2 separate regions of the Hordeum vulgare genome follow, and region 2 is linked to region 1. The links are chromatin contacts, called in public Hi-C maps. All regions are on one chromosome and are shown on one strand. Each heading gives the region's core, a stretch centred on a gene start, on an enhancer-like site or on the middle of the called end of the contact. The rest is flanking DNA. Distances are from core to core; before and after follow the strand shown. Region 1 holds the start of LOC123425958 (peptide-N(4)-(N-acetyl-beta-glucosaminyl)asparagine amidase). Region 2 holds the start of LOC123425962 (transmembrane E3 ubiquitin-protein ligase FLY1-like).

Region 1 (6,783 bases), core at 2,587-5,086:
CTTCTGAACCAATTCCACTTCAATTTACTTACCAAACTTCTCATCAAAATATAAGGTAAATCACGGGCAGGGTTTGATAAACATTCATTTACACAATTGCATTAATATGGGCAGGTAAATCACAAGCTAGCGCACTCGAATATTTATATCCCGTTGCAACGCACGGGCATTGTCCTAGTGCCATAAAGGCTCGATGAAGTTCAAAATGATAGTGTTTAATCTCTATGTTCCACGGGCTCAAGTGAAACCATGCAAAGTACCACTGGACATTTGTTATGGGCATACTAATCACCTGAGGCATTATACTTTGTTTGACTCCTTTGACAACACTGTTCAATGTTACAAATAGCATTACTTTTAGAAACTAAATTCAAGTTTCTTCTATATAATTCATTAAAAATGGCAAAAGTAGTGCCATAGAATATATGATAGCTGCCACGTGGGTTGGCCACCCACATGCTATCTTGGGCTCCAATTAAGGGATATATTCCTGTTATTTTAAGTTAGGAATCATACCATTTAATAAAACAATTAGAGATAAGATATGAGTTTGTTACCTAGGTTTGAGTTGTTGGGCCTCTATATATAAGGACAACCTCTCGAGTTGAATTAATCAAGCGAGAAGAGTTACGATCTATCTCACATCTACTTCATACTCGTAATCCCTAATCTATACCCTCTCATAGTTAGCTAACACCCAGCGATCCTCCTAGCAGTAATTACCCTCATGAAACCATATCAGACACAACACATTAATCATTTGCAAGAAGAAATGATAGGAAAAAGGTGGCATGAGAGTATTTCAATAACCTGAATGATTGCTTAAACCAGAAAAGCAATTCCAACAGAAAGGCATGATCCTCTTCATTTTTCGAAGGACTGAAGGTCCCTTCCTACTAAAGAATCTTGTATGAGAATTTCGGGCAAGACATCCCTTCAAACATAGAACTTGATATAGCAATCCACATCATTACGACAACAAAATATCCAGACGCAGCCATAGTGTTAAAATATATAATCGTAAAATACTGAACTTTCTTTGGAGCCAAACTTGTACCAAAAAATATACTTTATATTAAGTCCAAGGAAACATAGTTATGTAGAAATATAAAGAACATCAAGAGGGGAAAAAAAGTAACTAACAGAAAGCCGAGGCAGAAACAGAAACCTTGGCCAGTGAAATCAACGCCTTCTCCTTAAGTTCATCTACAGGAACCGTCTTCAGAGCTGCTTCCTGATGCACCGAATCCTCGTACTACATCCAAAATGAGTGTTAGCAAACAAGAACCAGAAACAACCACAATATTAGGGAATGTTTTGCAAATGAAAAATATTCCAATTACATACCTTCAGAACCTGGCGCATGTATGGCTCAACTCTTTCTCTGAACACCTCTCCTCTGTCACTTTGTATGCTGTACTTTTGCAGTAGAAGTGCCTCTTCTTCCGCCTAAGAAAAATTCAGTAAGCATAGTTATATTTTCCTATGGATGCCCTTTGGCTCAAAGGAATGAAAGAACTTTCCAAATTCATAAGGACTGCTTTCCTACACCCCAAATCCATAGAATCATGGCAAAGAGGGTAGCCCTCTTGGAAAATTTCCTTTCTGTCCTAACTATGGCATCACTCAGTCTATGTAGAAGATTAATGTGGACGAGGCTTTCCTGCTCCCACAGCATGCTCCGATCCGTGCTCCTGACTTGCTCATTTACCATCCAACGGCCGTATCAATTTTTCCTCCCCGTGCCCTTTTCCCAGAGAGAAAAAATGCAAATAATCCCCGTAATATGTATGACATCTTCTCTCGCACGCGGCCAGCAGCGGATGAAGCGTGATCTCCAGCATGACCACATTGTGACATTCATACACGTACGGTCGCATGGCCAGGAGGATGAAGAACAGTAACAACATGTCGTCGCACCACAGCTTCATGTCGTCTAAGTATTGGCGATCGACTTTGGGTTGCCCATGGTAGCGGGCGGCTGCGACTGGCGGCATATCAATCTCGACCAATTCGTGTCTCACCATGCCGGGGTTTTTGCACACCATAAGCTTGAACCACCTGGACGGTGGACATGCCCAGCGCCAACGTCACCGACACGGCGAGGAAGACGATCAGATCAATCCCGCCAGGGCGCCTCTTTCCTTCGCCGCTGGGACGCGTAAGGTGAGTTGTGCGACGAGGAGGTCGGTCGGTACCCAGCAAAAAGATGGCCATAAAGTACGGACGAGCAGCGAGCCTATGTGCGGCCGTCCAGCGAGCGCTTGCCGCCGACACGCCACGCACTCCTTCGTGGTGCCGCACGAATGACGTGAAGGGCGAGCATTGTAGGGACTTGGAGCCCCGTGTGTGCAATAGCTCAACGAGCTTACGAGGATCTCCGGCCATGGGTTTTGACGCTTCGTTATTACAGTTGTATAAGTACGGGAGGGAGACCAAAATACGCAACTATTGTTTGCCTATCATTTTTATGGACAAATTGCATAAGGGAGGAAAAATGATTCGGCCGTTCGATGGTAAATGAACGAGTCGGGAGCACGGATTGGAGCACGCTGTGGGAGCAGGCAAGCCTCGTCCGTTTATCCAGTGGAGCAATCAAACAACTTCTATTACCAATTCCAGTGTTTCCAATTCCTGTATGATTTAGCATGTCATGACTCATGATATCCTATTCCTATGTTCAAAAGGGGGTCAATATTTGGACTTCCTTCTCTCCCTTTTCCCCTAGGTGAAGTACTCAAGTATTTAAACAAGGGATGCAACTGTTTGCTGCCCTCAAACTACATTTATGCAAGTTTGAACAGATGCATGTAGACTTCATGAAAATCAAGCATAACTCTTGCCCTTTTCACTGCCCAATCAAACAGAAGTGATCTCAAACAGATGTAAACAGTACAAGACCTGTCGATACCATCCAAACTGCAATGCAGTAAAATGCAGTGCCCATGTTTCACCCTAGTCCTACCCCAAACTCCAAAGCCACCGCGTGAACTAGATTACCAGATCAATCTGCACACTAACCAGGAGCAACTCCTGGACCAATTCCATACCGCATTAGACCATCCGATACAGCCTGGGATGTCATAAAAACCGCACCTGAATCATCCTCGTGAGCTCCTCGTCGGACTTCTCCTGCGCCCTCATAGCTGCAGCCGCCGCTGCGTCCACGTCATCCCCCTCGCCGATGGGTACGAGGCGGGTGACTTCGGAAATAGACTTGAGGTCGGTGACGTCGTCGACCACGGAGCCATCCGCCTCCACCTCGATCTGCACGGGCACCACACCGGATCAGAGTACAGCGGAGCTAAAGCACCATCTGATCGCGGGGTGTGTGTGGTCTGGAAAACTGCACCTCAATCAACCTCTTCAGTTCCTCGTCGGACTTCTCCTGCGCCGTCGCCGAAGCCGAAGCCGCGTCCGCGTCCTCCCCCTCGTCAATAGACACGAGGCACAGGCCATCGGGAATTGACTCGAGGCCTGTGCCGTCGTCGACCACGGAGCCATCCGCTTCCACTACGATCTGCACGGGCATCACATCGGATCAGTGAACAGCAGACCGAAAGCACCCCGGATGAACGCCGGGTGTGTGTCGTCGGGGCGGGGATCGAACCTTCTGGAGGTCGGGTGGGACGGAGGTGAGCGAGAAGATCTGAAAGCGCAGGACGTCGAGTCCGTCGTCCGTGTCGTACTCGACCTCGTGCTCCTCGCCGGCGGAGGCCTGCCGGACTACGAACCTGCGAGCCACCATAGCGTTATCTCTGTGGACCACGTCGCGACGTAGTCCAGGGCCTCAGGGGGTTGCGTGACAGGTGAGACGAAAGGTAGTGACTGAAGCAGCGCATCAGGGTTCACATCATTTTACATATACTAGCAAAAGGACCCATGCGTTGCAACGGGAGAAAGAAATACCACACGGCACATACTCTTAATTTATAAAAAATGTCTATAATTTGAGAATTTATAGTTACGATACAAATAAAGATGGTCTTATCCTACAAAAATGGAGTTCAAAATTTCACAGGTCTTTTATTTTAACATGGCTTGCATGTAGATTTAATACGTACAAAGAATCAGTCAAGTGACCTTCAGTTTCATCTCTAATCCTGATTTTGTTGACGTGTTCATTCCCAACCTGGATGAGTACCGGTATGAAAGAAAGACGAATAATGACTTATTTATTAAGATTGCACCCTAGATAGTATTTTTATTAAACATTTAACAGATAAAATAATATCATATTTAAATTCTACATATTTTTCTAATCAAATTCCATGTATAATATGTTAAATTTGGAGTTACGGTTTAAAAGATATGAGTATTTAAAAAAATATTTAATATATACCACGAGGTTAATGTCATAAACAGTAAGGGCTTTTTTGTAAAATCACCTCGGTGGGTTTTTCGACGGAAGCAATAGCCTCTTTATTATTAGGTAAAGACTAGCAAAAAGGCCCCGTGCGTTGCAACGGGAGAAAAAATACCACATCCTTTTAATCTGTTTATAATCATTTTGATTTATTATAAAATAATGATGGAGCGCGGGTTGAATAATAAAAATTATAGGGGCTTTTTTATAAAAATGCCGCGTTGGTTTTCCGACGGAAGCAATAGCCTCTTTATTATTAGGTATAGATTTAGGGCTCCTTTGATACAAAGGAATTTTATTGGATTTTTGAAGGATTTGGATCTTTAGGATTTTTTCCTACGATGGTCGTTTGATTCGTAGGATTGAAATCCTTTGGAATTTTTTCATAGGATTCATTTGTACTACATTTTGGAGAAAAAATTTCATCCACTCAAACCTCTTTGTAGAATTTCTTTGTTTTTCTTGTGCTATCAAACACACTTCCAAACCCTGTAGTATAGAAAAGGACATGCCACTCTATTCCTATGTTTTTCCTATTCCTGCATTTTGAGAATCCTACGAATCAAAGAGGCCTTTAATGGGGACCGTTTCCTACCCGCGCGCCGGTCGGCCCCTCGCGCGCGGGGGCGCTTGCAACATTTTTTCCACCCGCGCGCTTCTCTCGTCAATGGATGCAACATTTTTTCGTCTAAATATGTTGCAATCAGCATCATTTTTGCTGCAAGCGTTTTTTACTATTTTTTGTCTTAGTAAAAAAGCTGCATATATGTTTGGTTGCAACTCCAGTTCGTCGGATTTTTCGTTACAATCGATGTTTTTACTTTTTGCTACAACTGTGTTAATTTTTGCTACAACCGGCATCATGTTTTGCTGCAACCGTTCACTAAAAAAGTTGCATACACGTCACGTAAATATTTGTTACAACCGGTGTTTGACTTTTGCTACCACGTACCATCATCTTCGTTTTTTTGCTACGATCACGTAGATATTTTTTTGCTACAAATTTTGTTTTTTGTTGCAACCGTTGAAAAAATTGTTGCATCGCATCGAAATTTTACTGCATAGGGGAAAAAATATTGCACGCGGATCCAACGGTACGGACGACGCAGGGTTGGTGGATCCTGCGGCTCGCGCGCGGCCGGCCGAAAGTTTGGGCCGGTGCGCCGGCGCAGATCAGTCCCCATATTTAATTGAACGACATGTTCGTGCGTACAACACTCAAACCACGAGTACATGAGTTCACTTCAAATATTGTATGTTTTGAATTACAAGACTTCTAAAAGAAATTCTAAAGGCGCATAAATGTTGGGCCGTCAAAACATCATGCATAAAAAATAGAGGGAGAATAGACTATTCACATCAAATACTTCTGTTTTTAAAGTTGGAGCTAGCTGAAAGCCAAACAGTATAAAACTGCTTTAAGGTGGAGCTACAACTCCTCGGTGGAACTGCTCCAAAGTGAAGTTGGTGGAGTGAAGCTGATTTTTTTGAAGTGGAGTAGTTCCAAACAGGCCCTTATTAGGCCAACTCCAACTCAGACTATGAGGGTAGGAATGGGGCGTGTCCGCGTGAATTTGGATTTGCTTCGGTTAGAACAAGTCCAACGAGATATCCAAATGAACGACGTTTTTGTCCGTTTAGGTTGGCTGCCCGTCCGGCGTCCGTCCTGTTTTAGATTTGGATCGGCAGTGCGTCCAACGCGCCTAACCATTTCATGTATATACATAAATTTTTAAAAAGGCTCGCAGCCATAGATCATGCCAGCAGCCATGTCTCATGCCGGCACCATGCGAGCGCCGGCATACAATCACCTCACAGTTCATGTTGACGCACTCGCCAGCGGCCGGCACACATGCCAGCACACAAAAAAGAGGTGGGACTATCATGCCATCGTGGCCCCGTGGTCATGCCAGCACACCTGCCGACATAAAAAAAGGCTCGCGGCCATAGATCACTCCTCGTTGAACTTGACCATGTTCGAGTGCATCTTCTCGAATCATGACCTCTTCCTTGACGACACGGTGTTGATATCCACCCCGGTCATCATGTCTCGTCGGGACCGTAGCCAGCGGCCGGCGCACCACCATCGAAGATCAAGTTATGCATGTAGTCCTCACCGCCGCCAGCCAACATTTTGTTGAACAGGTTGCGTGCGCCCGGCAGCACGTCGCCTGGCATCTGTTACGCGCGTTTCCTCGTGCCTCCGTATGACGAGCCACCGGCCACTAGTGTGGCGTTGAGGTCGATGGGCGCGGGAGCGGGCGTGGAAGGTTGTAACGCCCATGATGTGGTCTTATCCTTATTTTTGGCGTGAGGGCCTCGACAAGGATAGAAACGCATCGCGTCGTTTCGCAAGAATGGATATCGCTACAAGTACATGTACTGAAAAAATGAGCATAAAGAGTTGGCTTACACTC
Region 2 (6,783 bases), core at 2,150-4,649, 740 kb after region 1:
GCTAGGTAGTAGATTTAGTACTAATAGCATAGATAGCACGACAACCTCGTTGGCGGCACAATGATGGAGATCATGGTGTGGCGCCGGTGACAATGAAGATCATGCCGGTGCTTTGGTGATGGAGATCAAGAAGCACAAGATCATGGCCATATCATGTCACTTATGATTCACATGTGATGTTAATCCTTTTATGCACCTTATTTTGCTTAGAACGACGGTATCATTATAAGGTGATCCCTCACTAAAATTTCAAGACAAAATTGTGTTCTCCCCGACTGTGCACCGTTGCGACAGTTTGTCGTTTCGAGACACCACGTGATGATCGAGTGTGATAGACTCAACGTTCACATACAACTGGTGCAAAACAGTTGCACACGTGGAACACTCGGGTTAAACTTGACGAGCCTAGCATGTACAGACATGGCGTCGGAACACAAGAGACCGAAAGGTCGAGCATGAATCATATAGTTGATATGATCAACATGGAGATGTTCACCACCGAAACTATACTCAACTCACGTGATGATCGGACTTGAATTAGTGGATTTGGATCATGCGCCACTCGAACGACTAGAGGGATGCCTATTTTGAGTGGGAGTTATTAGTAATATGATTAGCTAAACTTAATTATCATGAACATAGTCAAAAGGTATTTGCAAATAATGTTGTAGCTTGCGGTGTAGCTCTACTAATTTTTATATGTTCCTAGAGAAAACTTAGTTGAAAGATGATAGTAGCAATTATGCGGACTGGGTTCGTAAACTGAGGATTGTCCTCATTGCTGCGCAGAAGGCTTATGTCCTTAATGCATCGCTCGGTGTGCTGAACCTCGAGCGTCGTGTGTGGATGTTGCGAACATCTGACATACACGTTTTTGATAACTACGTGATAGTTAGGTGTGTAATGCTTAACGACTTAGAATTGAGGCACCAAAGACGTTTTGGACGTCACGGAACATATGAGATGTTCCAAGAGATGAAATTGGGATTTCATGCTCGTGCCCTTGTTGAGAGGTATGAGACCTTCGACAAGATTCTTTGTCTACAAAGTAAGGGAGAAAAGCTCAATCGTTAGGCATGTGCTCAGATTGTCTGAGTGCTACAATCGCTTGAATTGAGTGGGAGTTAATCTTCCATATGAGATAGTGATGGTTCTTCAAAGTCACTGCCACCAAGCTACTAGAGCTTCGTGATGAACTATAACATGTCAAGGATACATATGATGATCCTTGAGCTATTCGCAATGTTTGACACCGCGAAAGTAGAAATCAAACAGGGGCATCAATTGTTGATGGTTAGTAAAACCACTAGTTTCAAGAAGGGCAAGGGCAAGAAGGAATACTTCATGAAACGGCAAACCAGTTGTTGCTCTAGTGAAGAAACCCAAGGTTGAACCCAAACCCGAGACTAAGTGCTTCTGTTATGAGGGGAACGGTCACTGAGGCAGAACTACCCTAGATACTTGGTAGATGAGAAGGCTGGCAAAGTTGACAAAAGTATATTGGATATACCTGATATTGATGTGTACCTTACTAGTACTCCTAGTAGCACCAGGGTATTAGATACCGGTTCAGTTGCTAAGTGTTAGTAACTCGAAATTATAGCTACGGATTAAATGGGTACTAGCAAGGGTGAGGTGACGATGTGTGTTGGAAGTATTTCCAAGGTTGATGTGATCAAACATCGCACGCTCCCTCTACCATCGGGATTGGTGTTAAACCTAAATAATTGTTATTTGGTGTTTGCGTTGAGCATGAACGTGATTGGACCGTGTTTATTGCAGTACGATTATTCATTTAAAGAGAATAATGCTTATTCTATTTGCTTGAATAAATACCTTCAATGGTTTATTGAATCTCGATCGTAGTGCTACACATGTTCATAATATCGATGCCAAAAGATACAAAGTAGTTCACGCCCCGTGTCGCCCTCCTCTGGCGACCCGGGGGGAGAAATCCCAGATCCGCCGCCATCTAGCCTCCCCTTCCCTCCTCTCCTCGCATCGCCTGAGGGGCTCTCCGACGAAGCCCGACCGGCTCCGGGGATGGCGGCGACGGGGCATTTCTTTTGGCCCGCGGCGGCTCCAAGAAGCAAATCCTCGGTCGTCGGTCGATTGTCGGGTCTCGGGCTGGTTCTGCTACGAGGAGCGGTGAAGGTGGCCGTCGGTGGACCGTGGAGGTTGCAGACGCGGCTCGTTCCGTGGGCGCGGGCGTGCGACGGAGGTCGCTTGTGGGATTGTCAGATCTGGCCCGCTCCGGGCTGATGGAGGGCTTTGGTGGCTCCAACGGGGGCTCCTCGTCGGGCCAGCCGCATGGGGCATATCCTAGGCGGGGGCGTTGCCTGGCCTCGGGTGGGGAGGCAGCGACGGCTGCGAGCAGGTGGGCGGGCCAGATCTGGCCGCGTCCTGGCTGCGTTGGGTGCATGGGTCGCCTTTGGGGTGGCCTGAGGTGACCGTGCACGATGTGCTAGAGTGGAGCGGCGTGTGGTCTGATGGTGGTGGTGCGGCGTTGGGTGCAGATCCTCCGGACGAAAGTCTTGCTCGATGCAGGTGATGGCAACATCCGTGGATGTTGTTTTCCTTCTTGAAGGCATCACCAAGGAGATTTGTCACCCTTTTGCCATTTGGGATCCATTCTTCGGGTGGAAACCTAAATCTGCCTCGTCAGATTGGCAATGGGGCGGCCTTGGCATCCTTACTTTGTTGGAAGCATTGTTTTGGAGAGGTTCTTGGTCGATGCACCCGGTTGGTGATGGTGGTGGAGTATGCGTTGTCGCGTCCGTTCGTGGCTTGCCGTTGCACGGTGGTGGTGGTAGCAGAAGCTCGATGGCTTGCGGGGATCCTCGAACAAGTCGTGTTTGTCCTCCTTTCGGGGTCGGAGCGGCACATCTTCGCCTCTCTTCGGAATGTCTTCTCTCTTCAAAGTCGGTGAGGTTGATGAACACACTTGTGGCGAACATTTTCGATGATGGCGCTGTCTGTTTTGTTTCAGCAAAGTCGAAGTCGTCGGGTCGTGTGTGCGACGGGTGATATACAATGACTCTGTAACGGGGCTACGGTGTGCTTTAGTCTATCATGTTTAGTTTGCCCGACATCTTCATATCGGTTAGCCTAGTAGAGCTAGGTGGGGTTGTCTGTTGTACAGATTTTCATCTGATTTTCCTTTAATAAACCGAACAGTTTTTGTCGTTGGCGTATTTTTTCTGAATGGAATCTTAGCATCTCGTGCTAACTTAAAAAAAAAAAAGCAGGCCAGGCCCCTGGGGTTGAGACGGACTGACCAGTTGCCCGCCACACAGCCAACCACCCCCAGCCCACCCCACCCCCACACGGCAGCGAATCCATTCCCCACCCCCACACGGCAGCGAATCCATTCCCCACCCCCACCAGCAAAAGCTTTGCTTGGTGTCCGCCGAAACAAAAGTCGCCGTCGCCTCGCCTCGCCTCGCCTTTCGACGTCATCTCCTACGCCCCGCCCGTTTGACTCCTTTCGTCTCCTTCCCCTTCCATTCCCTTCGTCTCGTAGGTTTAGCGCCCCACGCGAACCCCACCGTACCAACCCCACCAGCGGGCGTCCCTCCCGCAGCGGTTGCTCTGTCGGCTTCCTGCTGCCCCCGCTCCCTTCATGGTGGCCGCCGAATCGTGAGGCTGCGCTCAACGATCAGAAGATGAGGCGCTCTGCCGGTGTGCTGAGGGCCGCTGTGGCGGGCCTCTTTGTGCTCGGCCTCGCCCTCCCTCCGCTGGCCGCGTCGCTGCGGCCTCTCAGGGAGCGCGTCGCGTCCGCCGGAGCCGCGGCCTCCTCCGGATCGTGGGCCGATGAGGTCAGGCGCTCTTTGATTGTTAGACCTGCAAGTTTCCCCCATTTTCTTTAGTCAAGGGTTTTATGCTAATTTGGCCCTTCCGGTAGATCAAATTGGAAAGACAAAATGGGCAACCGTATTTGTCTTGGGCTTAATTTTGTGTCCGTTGGTGTAAATTTTTGTGCTGCGTTATACTCGTGCTTATATTGAACTTAATAATCGTGCAACAGCAACACTTGCTTTTATTTCGGATTCTAACTAGACCTTTTCACTCCAGATAGTCATTTTAATTGGATGCCTGCATGTTCTATTGACTATACATTTTCACCAAGTAATGGTGGGAGTTAAAGTCTGGCATGCATGGCTTACACTGCGGTCTTGATGCTCCATTTCGCCGGACAGTAGCAAATACTGATACAGCAAGCAAAATAATAGCGACTTCTTCATTTTACGATGTTAGGGTTTACCAACATCCATATATCTAGAACTATGAATTGCGGTTTTATGTATGGAACTGACCTTAATGCTCATCATCGCGGTGTTTATGCAGCATGCATTCTACAAGAGGGATGATAATGACATGAGCCCATATTCATGGAATATTACAGGAATATATAAAGGTACTCTCTCTGTTCACAAATATAAGATGTTTTTGATATTTGAATGTGGACTACATACGGACTGAAATGAGTGAACAAACACACTAAGACGTGTCTATATACATCTGATTCACAAAAAAGTTAGAACATCTTATATTTGTGAACGGAGGGAGTAACTCTTATCTGATAATAGCTATGCACTAGGTTATTTGACCTACCTATTGGTTTGTCTGAGTTTTGTATCCCAGCAAGCTATGGTGTTAGCTTGTCTTTGTGTTGCCACTGGTCCACTGCACAATTACATTAGGAGATGTGTAGCGGCCTTAAGGTCTTGAGTTATTAATATCCTATGTACAATGTGTGGCTGTAGGCAAATGTTGTGAGGATTGCACTTGATTTCTTAAGTATTTTGTGCAAAAATTTACACGGTCAGTGCTATTGGATTTTTTCTTTTGATGCTAAAAGTAAGCTTGTTTCTTCGAGCCGCATCATACAACTTGGTGCTGTCATATGACTCATATCCTCACTGCAGTTGGTTTGTTTACTACTGATGTTGAATTATGACATACTTACATGTCCTCATTGGTTAACTGCCGCAACAGATAAAGGATAGTGGTAGATTGTATTTCCCTCCATACCACATTCATAGTTTTGTTTTAGTAACCTCAATTAAATGCTCACATCACACCTTTTTCATTTATCATTACCATCATTTGTTTTGTTATTATGTTGAGGATGCTACTACTTACCTAATTGTCTGGTTTATGTACTAATGCCATCATATCATGGTTCAGGAAGTTGGAGCTTTGCTGGGGCCACAAATGGCTCTTCCAGGTTTCTTGAATTTGTGACATCTAAAGGTGACTCGGTTTTAGAATTACTGAGTACGTCAACAAAGATAAGCGGGGTACACTATGTTCAGGTAAAGCAAGATCCTTTCTTATGCCTTATGTTACCACGTGAAAATAATGTGTTTTTGTGTATGATGGGTCATATTTAACTGTAATCATGGACATTATTGTGATGTTGACCTCTTTCCTATGCATGCTCTGCTGGTCATTTTCCTTACCTTGATGTGTTAACTATTGTTGACAGGGAACAATAACATTCCATGATGTTATTGACAAATCTCATGATCGTGGGGTTGCTCAAATAAGGTTAGAAGGTGTGTATATATGGCCTTTTAGACAACTTCGTTTGGTGGCAAACAGGTACATGTTCAACTTTATTGTATTTTTTTTTCATAACTGAGAGGCTTTTTTTTTGTGAGAGCCAAGATGCCTTGTTTTCCTTTTGTGAGAGCTATCACAGACTTTGTTTGACCTTTGGTTCTCCTACCTTGGTATTATAGTATGTGCTACTAATTGCATCTACCTTAAACAGTGGAATTATTCGAGTGCATCAGACTCTAATAATAAAAATTGCACAACAGCAAAAAATACATATTTATTCTACTCTGCCCAGTAAGGACATTTGCCTGTTTCCTGAATGTAAACCTTGGTTAACAGTCAATAACCACCCTTAGCTAGCAAGTACGGACCTCACAGACTTTTTTTCCATGTTCCATGTCTCCTGGCTCATTGGCTAGTGCTCGTCGTATGCTCTGTAACAATTTCACACATCATGATTCTTCGTGTACATATATCAAGTTCAGTGACACCCATGATACTTATGTACATACATATATTCATGTCAATATGTGCAACTAGAAACACATGATCAGTTGGTTACGGTATGCAAGCTTAATTACCTCGACTACTGTGAGTTAATGATCACCAGGTTATCCGTCAGATCCTCTTTTTTGTGTGCTATGTTGCATAACTGAATGCTTGTAATTAAGTACTGCAGTCTAGGGGCTCTTTATTTACAACAAGGGAGGGTGATGTTTCATTGTTGAAGGCATTTTATTATTGGAGTATTATAGATTATGTTGTGGCATATGCGAACATTCTCATATGTGTAGGTAGTTTGTAGATCATCTTATTCCCATACTATCTAACAGAGTTGTATTGATTCTTTTTAGCGGCGCAGATGGTGAACCACTTCAAGAAGAGGATTACTTCTTGTCAAATCCATACCATCTGGTAAGCAGACGAATTTTCCTTGTTTTGTAGGGGATTACTGCATTCCACAATCCTGTGTCCCACTCAGCTGTCTTTTGATGCCAATGTAGTGCTATACCATTTACCTTCATATAAAAATAGAACAGAGCCCTCTTGAAAGTTATTAACATTATCATGAAGTAATCTTGCCTGATAACAACAGTAATAAGGCCCCCTTTAAACTTAATGAACATGATTTGCTATATATTCAAACTTCCTATTTTTTAACAGCTGCGGATTTTCTCCTCTCAAGTGTTCCAAGATTCTTCTGAAGAGAAGAACCGA

What was found. Hi-C and Micro-C count contacts between places; a contact is called where the count stands out from the background.
Region 2: a contact with region 1 is called in a Hi-C map of seedling, with 7 times the contacts expected there. The contact joins the promoter of LOC123425962 here to the promoter of LOC123425958 in region 1. A contact is called at or near these places in 3 of 6 Hi-C or Micro-C datasets (leaf and seedling) and 1 of 1 datasets of contacts at active chromatin or transcription factors (embryo).

The regions. Positions count from the first base shown.
Region 1 is chr2H:234,761,793-234,768,575 of MorexV3_pseudomolecules_assembly, forward strand. LOC123425958 (peptide-N(4)-(N-acetyl-beta-glucosaminyl)asparagine amidase) reads right to left here and starts at 3,837. Exons shown (of 17, transcript XM_045109736.1): 1 at 3,611-3,837; 2 at 3,353-3,520; 3 at 3,097-3,267; 4 at 1,348-1,449; 5 at 1,169-1,255; 6 at 811-893. The coding sequence starts at 3,748.
Region 2 is chr2H:235,499,337-235,506,119 of MorexV3_pseudomolecules_assembly, forward strand. It overlaps LOC123425962 (transmembrane E3 ubiquitin-protein ligase FLY1-like), which reads left to right and starts at 3,400. Exons shown (of 15, transcript XM_045109739.1): 1 at 3,400-3,818; 2 at 4,348-4,417; 3 at 5,191-5,318; 4 at 5,492-5,607; 5 at 6,420-6,480; 6 at 6,730-6,783. The coding sequence starts at 3,666.